2 separate regions of the Ovis aries genome follow, and region 2 is linked to region 1. The links are chromatin contacts, called in public Hi-C maps. All regions are on one chromosome and are shown on one strand. Each heading gives the region's core, a stretch centred on a gene start, on an enhancer-like site or on the middle of the called end of the contact. The rest is flanking DNA. Distances are from core to core; before and after follow the strand shown. Region 1 overlaps RGR (retinal G protein coupled receptor). Region 2 has its middle 170 kb from the start of CCSER2.

Region 1 (6,182 bases), core at 912-3,411:
TGATCAGTTGCCCAAGAAGGCCCATCAGACTTGGGCTAGACAGTCAAATGCAGGGAACTCCTCCCATCAGGTGAGTATTCAGAATATGGGTGCTCCCGGGTCCCAGCTCAACTCTCCTGGGAATCAGGAGCTATGAGGTCCTCCTAGAACCTGCCTTTAGGCCAAGGAGCTGGGACAAAGGATAGTCCAGCTTCAATTTGCTGCTGGGCAGTTCAGGGGCTCAGCCCTTCTCTCTGTATGTGCCCCAAACACGGAGAACGGGACAATTTGTTTGGGAAATGTGTTTAGCAAATGGAGATGTCAGTTGACCAGGAGGAAAGATCATTCAAGGAGTTTTCTGGCACAGGTTTGGAAGGACCCTGTGGATGAGACTGGACACTGTATCACTGGTGAAATCACTGAAGGGACCAGAGGAGAACCAGGGGTCCCAGGCAGTGGTCATGGGGAGGCACAAGGGCTGACCAGGAGCAGGTGGGAGTCACAGGGAGGCAGACTGCCATTCTGTGCAGCGGAGACCACATCATCTGGCTGCTGTCCATAAGGAGGGCTGGGAGGGAGGGCTGCCAGAGGAGCTGGACCCCAGCGGGGGAAATACCTGCAGGGAATTCCCTGGAGGACATTAGACCAGCCCCTGCCTTCTCCACTGGGCTTGACCTGAGAAGCCTGTCATCAAGGCAGGTGCATTAGGAATAAACACGAATAGGAACTTCCCTGGCAGTTCACTGCTTAAGAAGCCACCTTGCAATGCAGGGGATGTGGGTTCAATTCCTGATCCAGGCACTAAGGTCACACATGCCACGGGGCAACTAAGCCTGTGTGCCACAATGAAAGATCCTGTTGCAACTAAAACAAAACACAGCCAAATAAATAAATGAGTCAACATGAATAAACCTGTCAAGCAGATGAATGCGGTGCGCCTCTAGCAGAGCAAGATCCGGGCTGGAGCCCATGTGGTCCCTGCCCGAGGCAGCCCCTAGAGGGAGCCCTGGGCTCCCCAGAGCCCCGTGGGCCTGGCAGTACTGGATGAGTGCTTCCTGATGGGGGCGCCATCACGCATTTACCGCTGTCTCTCCAGGGTCTGGCCCACAGCAAAAGCTCAAGAGAATCCAGAGAACTGTTCTCAATGCCAAAGATCCCAATGCAAAGATCTTAACATTCTTTGACACTATAGAACCAAGGGTATGGCTCCCTGTAGGAGTCAATAAATCAGAGCTGGGATCTGACTGTGCTGAAGGTGGCAAAGGGGACATGGGGCTCAGTGACTGTTACAACCAACACAGGAGATCAGCATTGTTATAACCAAGGCAGCTTAGCTCCCTGGACAGGACTCCTTCTGGGGCCCAACTCTGCACCCCAACTTGCATAACATTCCCATCCCTTGGCCAATCTTCAGAATGGGCTTTCCTTAGTCCCACGGTCAACTTTTACATGCGGATCATGGCTAAGGAGTTGAGACTGTCTGGCAGATGTTGGCACATCCCCATTTGGATTTGCAGCTGACACTGCTATCCTACAGGCTCAAAGCCCAGATTCCCATGCAAAGAAGCCTCGAAGCGGCTGCCCACACCTCACCTGTCCCCCCTGGAATAGTCCAGAGTGCAGCAGGTCCCCAGCGGCTCATAGTCATAGTGGCCCCAGCCCAGGAGGGGCAGTGCCGCCCAGAAGGCAGAAGACAGCCATACGAAGAACACCAGGGAGACGGCCGTGTTCCAGTCCAGTCGGCTGCCTGCGTGGGACACAGGAAGGAGGATGGTGGAGGGGAGGCGGTAGCTTGGCAGAGTGAAAACATAGCGGACTTGGTGGTCCTGCGGAGTGTCCTTAAATGCTGGCGCTGATGCTTAACAGCGCAGTGCCTCAGGCAAGTCAAGTTTCTCTGAGCCTCAGTTTTCTCCTTCATAAACTGGGAATGATCATCCTTGCCTCCGACGATTGTTATGAAGAATAAAAGAGACAATGGATGTGGAAGTCTCCTAGAGACACTCTGCACCATCTTCTTTAGAGAAGAGGGGGAAAGAGGGAGAGAAAGAGGGAGATGGCAAAGAGACAGGTGTACGTGCACGTGTGAGTGATGGTCTGCGAGAGGTATGGGGACAGGGCTGGGCTAGTAGTGGAAGAGGAGCTCCAAGGTCAGATGAGGCAGATAGGAGTCAGCATTAGCGGAGAACAAAGGCGTTTGTGTTTCTGGCCCTGGAGAGAAGCATGTGACATTGTTGAGGGCAGTGAGCCGTGTGTCCACGGGCAGATCTGCAATTCCAAAGGACTGATGCTCATGGCTCAAGGCCATGTTAGCTGTGAACACCACAGTAACCTCTGTGCCAGGGGATTAGGACTCAGAGCCCAGGAGACAAATGGGAGGCTCCCTCTGGGGCATCCAGGCCAGGCACAATCCCAGCTTGGCTCTGTAGCCGTGTGACTCAGGGCAAGCGCCTTGACTTCTCTGAACCTGTGCTTCCCAGTCTGCAAGCTGGGGGTTAGAGTGAGGGCTGCCTGAGCCACAGCCCCCAAAGAATGTTTATGTTTCTGCCATGGTGAGTGAGATTCTACATGGTCTACGGGTGAATGTGTTTCTTACCTTTATGTGTATTAAAATTAACTTCGTGATTTCAGATACTTTTTAGAATGAGACTAAAGCAGTTGTTTAAATTTAAAAAAATGAGTCACTTAAGAAAAACACCAGATAAATAACAAAGCAGGTGGCACACTTATATGTCTAATGATGAAGAGGGAATTTGACAATACAGCTTGGGAAGTCTTGAACCAGACTCATTTTTCATGAAGCCTTTGCATGGCAGAGGTTCCATGGAAGTGTGAGGTGCAAAGGCACCCGCCCAGTCTGTCTTACACACACCACCTCTCTGCTGCCTCCCAACACTGCCTGTCCTCAAGGGCATCTTCTGTATCCAGAATCTCATTTGAGTTTCCAAATAAAACTGTGACTTGGCTACAAAACTCATCTTTGCAGAGGAGGAGAGCAAGGTTCACAGAGGACCCCTGACTTGCCTGAGGCCACGGGGAGGGGCACAGGGAACCTTCCCAGCAGGCGCCTCAACACCTCTCCTGCGCTCTCCCACCCTCCTCCCTTTCTTGGGGGCCCACACCTCACACTCGGGCACGCTTACACCCACCCGCACTTCCCTGGACTGGGAAATGCTGAGCAGACCTTCGCGCGGACCACCCTCAATACGTGGAACCGAGGGACCTACGGGTGCAGTGGTGGTGATAGCGCCCCCAGGCGATGGCTGCGCTGCTGCAGATGCTGGCCAGCGCCGCGACGAAGCCCTGGAAGCCGTGAGCCTGGCAGCCTTCCGAGCCGTAGGGCCAGCGCCTGCGGGAGACACGCGGCGCCAGTGACCCCTCCCCCTCGCCCCTGTCCCCCTCCCTCACCTGCTTGTCAGCAGCTCGGAGGGCACCTTCGGCTCCTTAGAAAAGGGCGTTAGTATCTGTTTTGCTATAAGGAAACTGAGGCCTTAGAGATCGAGCCACTGGGGTGAGGGGGCACCTTGGTTGGATCAAAGAGTCTCCCTGGTGATCGGGTGCCTATATCACAGGACATGGAGCAACATGATGCGAGGAGAGCTCGCGCCTGAGGCTCAGAGAGGAACAGGTACGGAGCCAGCGTCACAAAGCGCAGGAAGGCAAAGTCAGAGGGTAGACCCCAGCCTCCCAGCTTCCGGCCCCAAGGGCAGGGAGGGCGGAAGCGTCAGTTGCCCATCCCCCACCCTGGGAAGGGGCAGGAGAGCAGGGCAAGGAACCCTCACCGATTCAGACCCCACAGTCAGCCCTGAGCCTTCGTGCACAGAGGCGGGGGGAGGGGGGCTCTGGCTTCCACAGGAATGATCCATCTGCTTAAGAAAACAATCCTATAAACAGCCTCTTAGACCACACTGGAAGACCCCGGTCACGTAAGGTCTTAGACACTTGTCAAAATCCTGTTTGCTTTCACACATACTTATTTAAGGCTTCCTAGGTGCCAAGCATTGTTTTAAATTATTTACAAACAATACTTCCAACAACCATATGAGTTAGGCAATAATAGGTGATTTACAGAGAAATAGAAATAATGACGTCAGGATTCCAACCTAGGCAGCCTGGTTGCGGGGCCAGGCTCTTAATCCCCACCGTCAGCCAGCTCTGATGGTCAGGTCCAAGGAACTCCTGTGTTCCAGAAATCAGCTGCCGTTCTGCAGGCATGGCCTGGATTTCAGATTTACCCTAGTTTGGTCTGCCCACCCTCTCCCCTATAGCTTTCTACAGGTAGGAAGCATGTCTCTGGCCTGCTGCCCAGTGCCCTGAGGTCAGGCCCCAGAGCCCAGGGACTAGGGTGGGGGCAGGTACCGGAGGAGGCTGGACGTGGCTGCAACGAGGGCGTTCAGGCTGATCCCGCTGTCGGCCAGGGCCAAACTCAACACCAGCAGGTGGCTGGGGGTCCGCAGCTCTGGGGTCTTGCAGAAAGAGAGGATGGTCAGGATGTTTAGGCTGAGGCCAGAAAGAGCTGAAAAGAAGGGGAGAGCTGGCACTGGAGCTGCGAGGCCCTCCTGGGGTCAGAATGAGGGCCCACGGAATGGATGGGCCCTCTACAGCCCCCCCACCACCACCTCACACTCAGCACCCATCTCCTTGCAGCTCATCAAGCACCTATGAGGCGGGCTGGCCCTCGGATACTGAAAGCCATGAAATGTACACCCTGCCCTCTACCAACACACAGTCTGATAGAAAGATCGATGAGGAAGAAAAGCAGTCAAGTGCAGCACGGTCTGTGCCAGCGCAATCACCGTTATGGACAGCCACTGGGCACCTATCACGCGCCCGGCTGAGCACTTTACACGGATCCTCCCAGTCACTCTTCACCTGGACACCATCCTCCCGACTTGCCGCAGAGATGCCAAGGCTCAGAGATGTTGGCCTAAGTACACAGCTAGTAAGGGGCAGGGCTGAGACTTGAACTCAGCTTTTTCGACTTTCACAGTGCCCTTTCCAAGGACTCTGGAACAACGTTAGGGAGAGCCTCGGAAAGGAGGTGGCAGGACCCCAGGCAGGGGCGCGAGCTGCAAGCGGGTGGCGCCCAGCGGCAGACAGACCCGACCGTGAATTCCAGCCTTGCCACTCATTGACTACCTCAGCTTCTCCCATGTGAAGTGAGAAAGTGGGGAGGATCCTGCCTTCAAACTGTGAGCATTCACAGAGAGGACAGGGTGTGGAAGAGCGTTCTAGAAAGAGGGACCAGCACGTGCAAAAACATAAAGCTGTAAACTTTCAAGGCATGTTTGAAGACCTAGAGGGAAGCTAGATTGCAGGGTTCCCAGAGGAGAGGAAAGGGGGTTGAGGCCGCCAGCCGATGGGGTCCAGGGCTTCAGGGCCAGCCTGGTGGCGGCGGCTCCCTCTCCACTGTCAATTCTCAAATGTGTTGATTTTGTCTCTGAATCTGGTTTGAACAAAGGCTACATCCCCCACTGCCCTAGACTTGGGCTCACCCAACTCTCGGATCTATTGGTCCAGCCCTGGCCTCAGTGAGCATCTTAGGGATTTGGGGGTGCAGCTTGCATTTCCTGGACCCAGGTTGCCCTTAGGGCGGAAGTGCTTAGGGCTGAGGGCAAGAAGATGGTGAAAGTAATGTGGGCCTGGAAGGGAGTGAATGAACTTGAATACTTGGGTTTGTCTAGGCGGGCACTTTATACCTTGATCACATCTAACCTTCACCACCACCCATTTGGAATGTCAGGGCGCTGAGGGTTAGAGAGCTTAGGTGTCTTGGTTTCAGTGACTCAGACAGCAGGTGTCTGAGCTGACTGTCTTCACAGCCTACCAGGGGCCTGATCTTATACGAGATTCTTAGCAGGATTTCCAGGGAGTGGATTCAACTTTCTCCTGACAGCAGGGACATGAAAAGGCCTGGTTCTTAGTCATGCCCTGGGCCGACATCCCCTTCTCAGAATTCCTCCCTCCCTGTCCCATGCCTGGCTTCTCTCTCTTGGCTCCCAGGCTGCAAGCTGCAGCCCGCAGGTGCAGCCATCAGAAGACCCAATGGGTGTAAGCACAGAGGAGTATGGTTTGGGAACTTCTTGCCAGCTTTGCAGCTGTGACCTGCATTCTGGGGGCCTGCTGAGTTCTGCTCCACCCCAGATCCTGCCTGGCTCACCTTCCACCAGCAGCAGCGTCCCCACGGCCAGCACCTCCAGCTCCCC
Region 2 (6,665 bases), core at 557-3,056, 220 kb before region 1:
CCAGCAGAAGACCAGCCTTCCAGGTTTTCCTGAGAGAAGGGACCTCTCCAGTGGTGAGACTTTCAGTCCAAGAGCCAGACCGAATCACAAGATGGCCAACCTCTGGGCAGTCAGCACAGGACTATGCTGAGACCTGGGCTCTGGAATCTCATCACACAGAGACGGGCGCTTGTGCCCAAGGGGCTGAGGCATCCACAGGCCAATAATGAGCACTGTGCTGGCCAGGAGCCCAACTTCCAGGGCTGCAGCCTGACCCCTAGCAGGCCCACCCATAGGAGACCTAATGAGTTCCCAAAGCAGGACCCTGGGGACACGCATGCATTTGGAAGTCTTTTTGCTGCCTCCTCAGCACATTAACTGGCAGAACATCTAATGATTTTAGATAAAACACTTTATGAAGGTCAAATTCAACATTTCTGCCTGCTGCTACCGAAGGTTTAAATTCCACGTTACCGTATATTCAAATGTATTACAACTGTAACCAGTTACTCATCTAGAGGACATTCACCTTTTCGTCGATAGGAATTGCTGTCCCTGCAGCCTTTGAGAATATGACCAGTCATTTTCCTACAGATGGCAGTGCTGAGGACTCTGGGGGGCCCTCCATATGTACCCCATCTGCTCCAGGTCTTGTAAACTTGCTTCTCTAGTCTCCGCAGCTTCAGGTCAGAGGGTGGGGTCACCTGGTTTCCTCAGGGAGCAAGTGAAATGGCATCTTCTCAGAAAGTCCTACCCTGACCTCCCAAACAAAAACAAAGTTACACGCTCACACGAGTTCCTTGTCTCCTGTCCTGCTTTTTTTTGGCTTTTTTTCCTCTAGCACACATCACCATTTAAAGGTCTATTTATCTTCTGCCTTTCCCACCAGAATGTAGGTTTCATGAAGGTAGGGATTTGTGTTCGTTTTTCCCCACACTGGTACATCCCTAACACCTTGAACTGGAGCAGACAGAGGGCAAACACTTTAAAAATATTTGTTGGAAAAAGCACTCCAGACTTTCACATAAAACACAGAAGAATCCCCCAGGAGTTATGAGACACTTTCCTGGTCCATCACAGTGGGAATTCTGTACCCTGGGTCAGCCACCTGTGTGCTCCCTGGGAAAGTTACTTCCTGAACCTTTCCTCTGGGCCTGGGCCTGCCCCGAGGTGTCTTACAAGAAACTCATTTCACCCCAGCAGTGCTGAAAGGCCTAGATGTTTTAGACAAGGATGCTCAGCTCAGATGTGAGTACGTACCAGCTAAGTCGCCTCAGTCATGTCGAACTCTTTGTGACTCTACGGGATGGAGCCTGCCACACTTCTCTGTCCATGGGATTCTCCAGGAAAGAACACTGAGGTGGGTCGCGATGCCCTCCTCCAGGGGAATCTTCCTGATCCAGGGATCGAACCTGTCTCTTATGTCTCCTGCATTGGCAGGAGGGTTCTTACCACTAGTGCCACCTGGGAAGCCCTGAGAGGAAAGCTGAAAGGCTTCCAGGAGAGCAGACGGAACCCTCGGGAGAGGCTAGGTCCTGGGGCCACGGGGTTGCAGTGGTTAAGATCAGCCTCACAGCCCTGTAACCCTCTACAGGTGGGTAGAGCTGTGGGCAAGGTCCGTAAGCTGACTGTGCTTCCTTTTTCTCATCTGGCATGGACCATGAGCACCTATGTCCCTGAGAAGCAGTGGGATTAAGTGAGGTACCATCTGAGACGTGGAGGGCCCAGCCTGGAGTGAGTGCCAGATGCTGGAACTGGCTGCTACACAGGCGCCTCTGTTGCCAGGTCTCTCTCTGGGCCGGGCTGGTCACCCCAGCCGCTCCTGTCAGTCTGCAGGCTGGTTCCCTTTATGACTCAGGACTGGACTGAAGGTCAGGAGCCCCTCCCTTCTTCAGTGGTCAAGTTTGTGGGCCAGCCCATTTCTCTCACAGTGGAGGCTCCCAGCTGGGGGCAAACGCTGCAGCCCTGCGAACCAGGGACAGACAAACAGACCGATGCTCAGAGGCGGGAGGACACAGGCGAGGACCGCAGAGGGAGGGTTCCCGAGGGAGCCCCCAGCCTGCCTGTGCTTCCCGGCCTCCGTGGCACCGTCTCCGGCTCTGCTACACCCCCCTCCCCCCCGCCGCAGGCAGAAGAGACCTGCATCCATCTCCCCTGCACCTGAAAAGGACTAATTGGGCCCTGTCAACGTTTTCCATCTCTCAACAACCCTGCAGGAAAAAACTGCTGTCACTGTTTCCAGACGATAGGCGGGAAACCAGGCTGCACCAGCGGTCCCCGCGGGAGCGTCCTTGGAAACGAAGTCGAAGGACACCTCCAGGCTCCGCGGCGTCGCCTCGTAGACGCTCAAAGGAAATCCTGCCCTAAGACAGGAGTACGAGGAGGGTGCCCAGCGCTCCTGAGACCCTAAGAAGTAGTCGTCCTCGGCCCCACGCCGGTCTGCCTTTCTCCTTCCCAGACGCAGAAGCCGCTTCGGAACGGGAGCCGCGCGCCCCCGTGTGGCCATTTCCGGAAACGCAGGTCCTGGAACCTGGCCACCCCAGACTCAAAACCAGCAGGGAAAGGCCCTGGGGAGAAAGTAGCGCCTGTGGGCAGGAGGGGAAAGAAGAGGGGAGCTGCCTGGAGCCCTTCGACAGGCCTTACTCAAACTGAGACACTTCACAGAACCGGACCTCCTATGACAGGCATTCCCCCTGACGAGCATCCTCTCCCCTTCCTTTTGGGGACTCAGGAAGCACCTACTGGCCCAGGGTCTTAGGCCTCCCATGAGAGTTCCAGCTGGACTGGGTGCAGGGGCCCTCCAGGGCTGCCCTGAAGAGTTGGGGCAGCACAAAAGTTGCCCAGAGTAACAGGCAGCAAGACCAGCACAGCTCACGCAACTTCACTCTTGCATCCAGCAGGGCTGATGGGAGTCCCGCCAAGAGCCACTCACCCTCCTGGCTTTGATGCTGTGTCCTCTACAGATAGAGGCTTTCAGATCTACCCCCCAAAATTCAGATTTACCAAGGAGCAAGCCCCCATAATGAATCCTGTGCACCTCAGCAGGAGGTTTCTCACTGATCCCTCCCCAACTTCGAGCCCCAGGAAAAGGCTTCATGTACCTCTGGCTTCCTTGATATAGAGACTCACACTTGAGGAGTTACTGTGTGGGAGGCACACACACCCATCCAATAACTCACGTGGGCACTCATCCTACCTAATCCCACTTAAGAGTTGGAGGGTACCCTTAGATGCCTTAGGAATAGACTGGAAAATTTGAAGAAACTCACCCAGCCATCCAGGCCATCACGTTTGGGCCAGGCTGCCCAGGGCACATGGAGGAGCTTGATGGCATCTCTTGGATTTTGCCAAAAATTCCTGTTGTCCCCAAAAAACTCTCTAAAGAAATTTGGCTTCATGTAGTCATTATGCAGAGCTCGGCACACTGGGATCTGTTGACATTCACTTGATGTGACTGTGAGGGTCCGTTACTGATATAATTGGCACAGTCAGAGCAAAGCCACTGAAACTTCTGGGAAATTGACTCTTAATACTATAACACATCACGTTAAGAAAAAATGGGATCACAGTGATGATGAGCTGTTATCTGACTAGGGAATTGTGGTTCCTGCGAAAACGTGGGCACATGTTTATTCTTGGGATTTTGATAATGGACAAAAACTTTATGCTGCCTTCAAAGGAAATCTGCAGAGATTGGCCTTTGAAAGCTATGACAATGCAAAAGCAAATCAGAGTGTGCCTTAGTGGGCGGAGTCCAAACCCTGGCCCTAGACCCTGGAGAACATTTTACCAAAGAGAGACCTCCTTTAGGTACAGGGGGTTGTTCAGTCTGGGCTCCAAAAAAAGACCTGCTTTCTGCTTCCTCCTCTCCCACTGCTGGCAATACTGGCCCCCCCCACTCCACCCTCCCCACCTTCCCCACCCCCCATCCTAGAATTGTTTCTAGAGAACAATTCAGATTTACCAAGAACAAGAACAAGATTTACTTAGAGAACAAGATGTCCCAACCAGCAAAGCAAAGTTATTTGGGACTATTGAACATTTTAGTCAAATTCTCCATTGCTAACCCAGCTTTGGTATGGTTAGTATTAGGGTCTTGAAAATCCCCTCTGGAGTCAGCCTGTATTTGGAAGATGGGAACAGGCTTTCTCCTCTTGATGGCACAGAAGCCTGAAGGGTCCTGGGCATCACAGGGCAACCACAGTGCCAAGTACACCTGCTCCCTGGGAGGAGTCAGGAAGACGATGGCAAATGGTCTGGACTGGCTCTAAGAGAAATACAATGCAAGCCTCATATGTTATTTTAAAATTTTTTAAAGACACATTTAAAGACTGTAGAAGAAATAAATGAACTTAATTTTAATGGCATGTTTTATTTAACACAATATGAAATACTTTATTTCAAAAAGTAATGAGGATAAAAATTATTAATGAGATTCTACCCTTTTTATATGGAATCCAGATTCTATACTTACAGGACATCCCAATTCAGACTAGCCACATTTCAACTGCTCAGCAGCCGTGAATGGCTCACAGCTACTTTACTGGACTGGACTCTCAGGTCTGGAGTTCATCTCTGTAGGCTCCAACACAACAGAGCCCCATCATCCTCCTCCAAACCAGGATGTCAGGTTCCCAGTGCTGCTTTTGAAATATAACTGGCTTTTTTATTTTTATTTATTTTTATTTTTTTAATTTTAAAATCTTTACTTCTTACATGTGTCCCCAAACACGAACCCCCCTCCGACCTCCCTCCCCATAACATCTCTCTGGGTCATCCCCATGCACCAGCTCCAAGCATGCTGTATCCTGCGTCAGACATAGACTGGCGATTCAATTCTTACATGATAGTATACATGTTAGAATGCCATTCTCCCAAATCATCCCACCCTCTCCCTCTCCCTCTGAGTCCAAAAGTCCGTTATACACAGCTGTGTCTTTTTTCCTGTCTTGCATACAGGGTCGTCATTGCCATCTTTCTAAATTCCATATATATGTGTTAGTATACTGTATTGGTGTTTTTCTTTCTGGCTTACTTCACTCTGTATAATTGGCTCGTTTCATCCATCTCATCAGAACTGATTCAAATGAATTCTTTTCAACGGCTGAGTAATACTCCATTGTGTATACGTACCACAACTTTCTAAAGTACCATACATGTGGGTACCTGGGCCTGACAGATCTAGTGGGTAATTTGCTGAAGACCTCACAACGCAGTCCCATCCCAGGAAAGACTGTTTGGGGAGAGGAAGAGGCTAAGCCAAGGCTCCTACATAAACAGGCACACCTGTTCTGAGACTCTAGGTTGGCCTTTCCAGTAAGTGAATGTCCACACGGAGGGCACCTCCAGTGTTTTCAGTGCTATCGTTGAATTACTAATGAAACCCAAGACTGGGAAAACTCTGCTGGTGTATTACTTTATTTCATTTTTTGCCAGTGAGAAGAATGGACGCTTCTCACTGTGGTCTCTCAGGTGGTAAAGAAATCTGCCTGCAATGTGGGAGTTCAGTTCAGTTCAGTCGCTCAGTCATGTCCGACTCTTTGCAACTCCATGAACTGCAGCACGCCAGGCCTCCCTGTCCATGACCAACTCCCAGAGTCCACCCAGACCCATATCCATTGTGTCAGTGATGCCATCCAACCATCTCATCCTCTGTTGTCCCCTTCTCCTCCTGCCCTCAATCTTTTCCAGCATCAGGGTCTTTTAAAATGAGTTAGCTCTCCGCATCAGGTGGCCAAAGTATTGGAGTTTCAGCTTCAACATCAGTCCTTTTAATGAACACCCAGGACTGATCTCCTTTAGGATGGACTGGTTGGATCTCCTTGCAGTCCAAGGGACTCTCAAGAGTCTTCTCCAACACCACAGTTCAAAACCATCAATTCTTCAGCGCTCAGCTTTCTTCACAGTCCAACTCTCACATCCATACATGACTACTCGAAAAACCATAGCCTTGACTAGACAGACCTTTGTTGGCAAAGTAATGTCTCTACTTTTTAATATGCTGTCTAGGTTGGTCACAATTTTCCTTCCAAGGAGCAAGTGTCTTTTAATTTCATGGCTGCAATCACCATCTGCAGTGATTTTGGAGCCCAGAAAAGTAGTCAGCCACTGTTTCCCCATCTATTTCCCATGAAGTGATGGGACCGGATGCCATGATTTTCGTTTTCTGAATGTTGAGCTTTAAGCCAACTTTTTCACTCTCCTCTTTCACTTTCATCAAGAGGCTCTTTAGTTCTTCACTTTTCCCATAAGGGTGGGAGACCCAGGTTCAATCCCTGGGTCAGGAAGATCCTCTAGAGTAGGAAATGGCAACCCACTCCAGTATCCTTGCCTAGAGAGTTACGTGGACAGAGGAACCTGGCGGGCTACAAAGTCTATGGGGTTGCAGAGCTGGACACGAATGAGCAAGTAACTCACTAAACTCTTCTCTCTGCCTTGGCTACCAGGAAACTCAGAACCACGTCGGCTCTCAGTTTAAAGATACTGTCTCCTTCATACCTCCATTATTGACTAGTTGTTTTCCCTTCACTCTTAATTTAATGCTTTAGGGATTTTGCAGGGTTTCTCTCTTCTGAAATGTTACACAACTCTGAAGCCTCTTGGAAACAGGCAAGGTAACATATGTAAAAGGACCTTCTCTTCTGATAATTTACCACTAGATGGCAGCATAGCTCAATAAAATATAT

What was found. A called contact is a pair of places that touch in the nucleus more often than the background predicts.
Region 2: a contact with region 1 is called in a Hi-C map of hypothalamus, with 4 times the contacts expected there. The contact joins two enhancer-like sites. A contact is called at or near these places in 10 of 16 Hi-C or Micro-C datasets (blood, hypothalamus, liver and 5 more).

Annotation. Positions count from the first base shown.
Region 1 is chr25:38,255,985-38,262,166 of ARS-UI_Ramb_v3.0, reverse strand. It overlaps RGR (retinal G protein coupled receptor), which reads right to left. Exons shown (of 7, transcript XM_004021531.6): 1 at 6,137-6,182; 2 at 4,336-4,492; 3 at 3,204-3,325; 4 at 1,573-1,726. Among named protein-coding and RNA genes, the nearest start is that of RGR, 3.2 kb to the right of the region's middle. Within about 2 kb of position 2,161, at least 10 of the 54 cell types and tissues checked have an H3K27ac peak or open chromatin away from gene starts, as enhancers often do. A contact at or near this core is called in hypothalamus, where this site is marked.
Region 2 is chr25:38,472,327-38,478,991 of ARS-UI_Ramb_v3.0, reverse strand. No RefSeq gene overlaps it. Among named protein-coding and RNA genes, the nearest start is that of CCSER2, 170 kb to the right of the region's middle. Within about 2 kb of position 1,806, at least 2 of the 54 cell types and tissues checked have an H3K27ac peak or open chromatin away from gene starts, as enhancers often do. A contact at or near this core is called in hypothalamus, where this site is marked.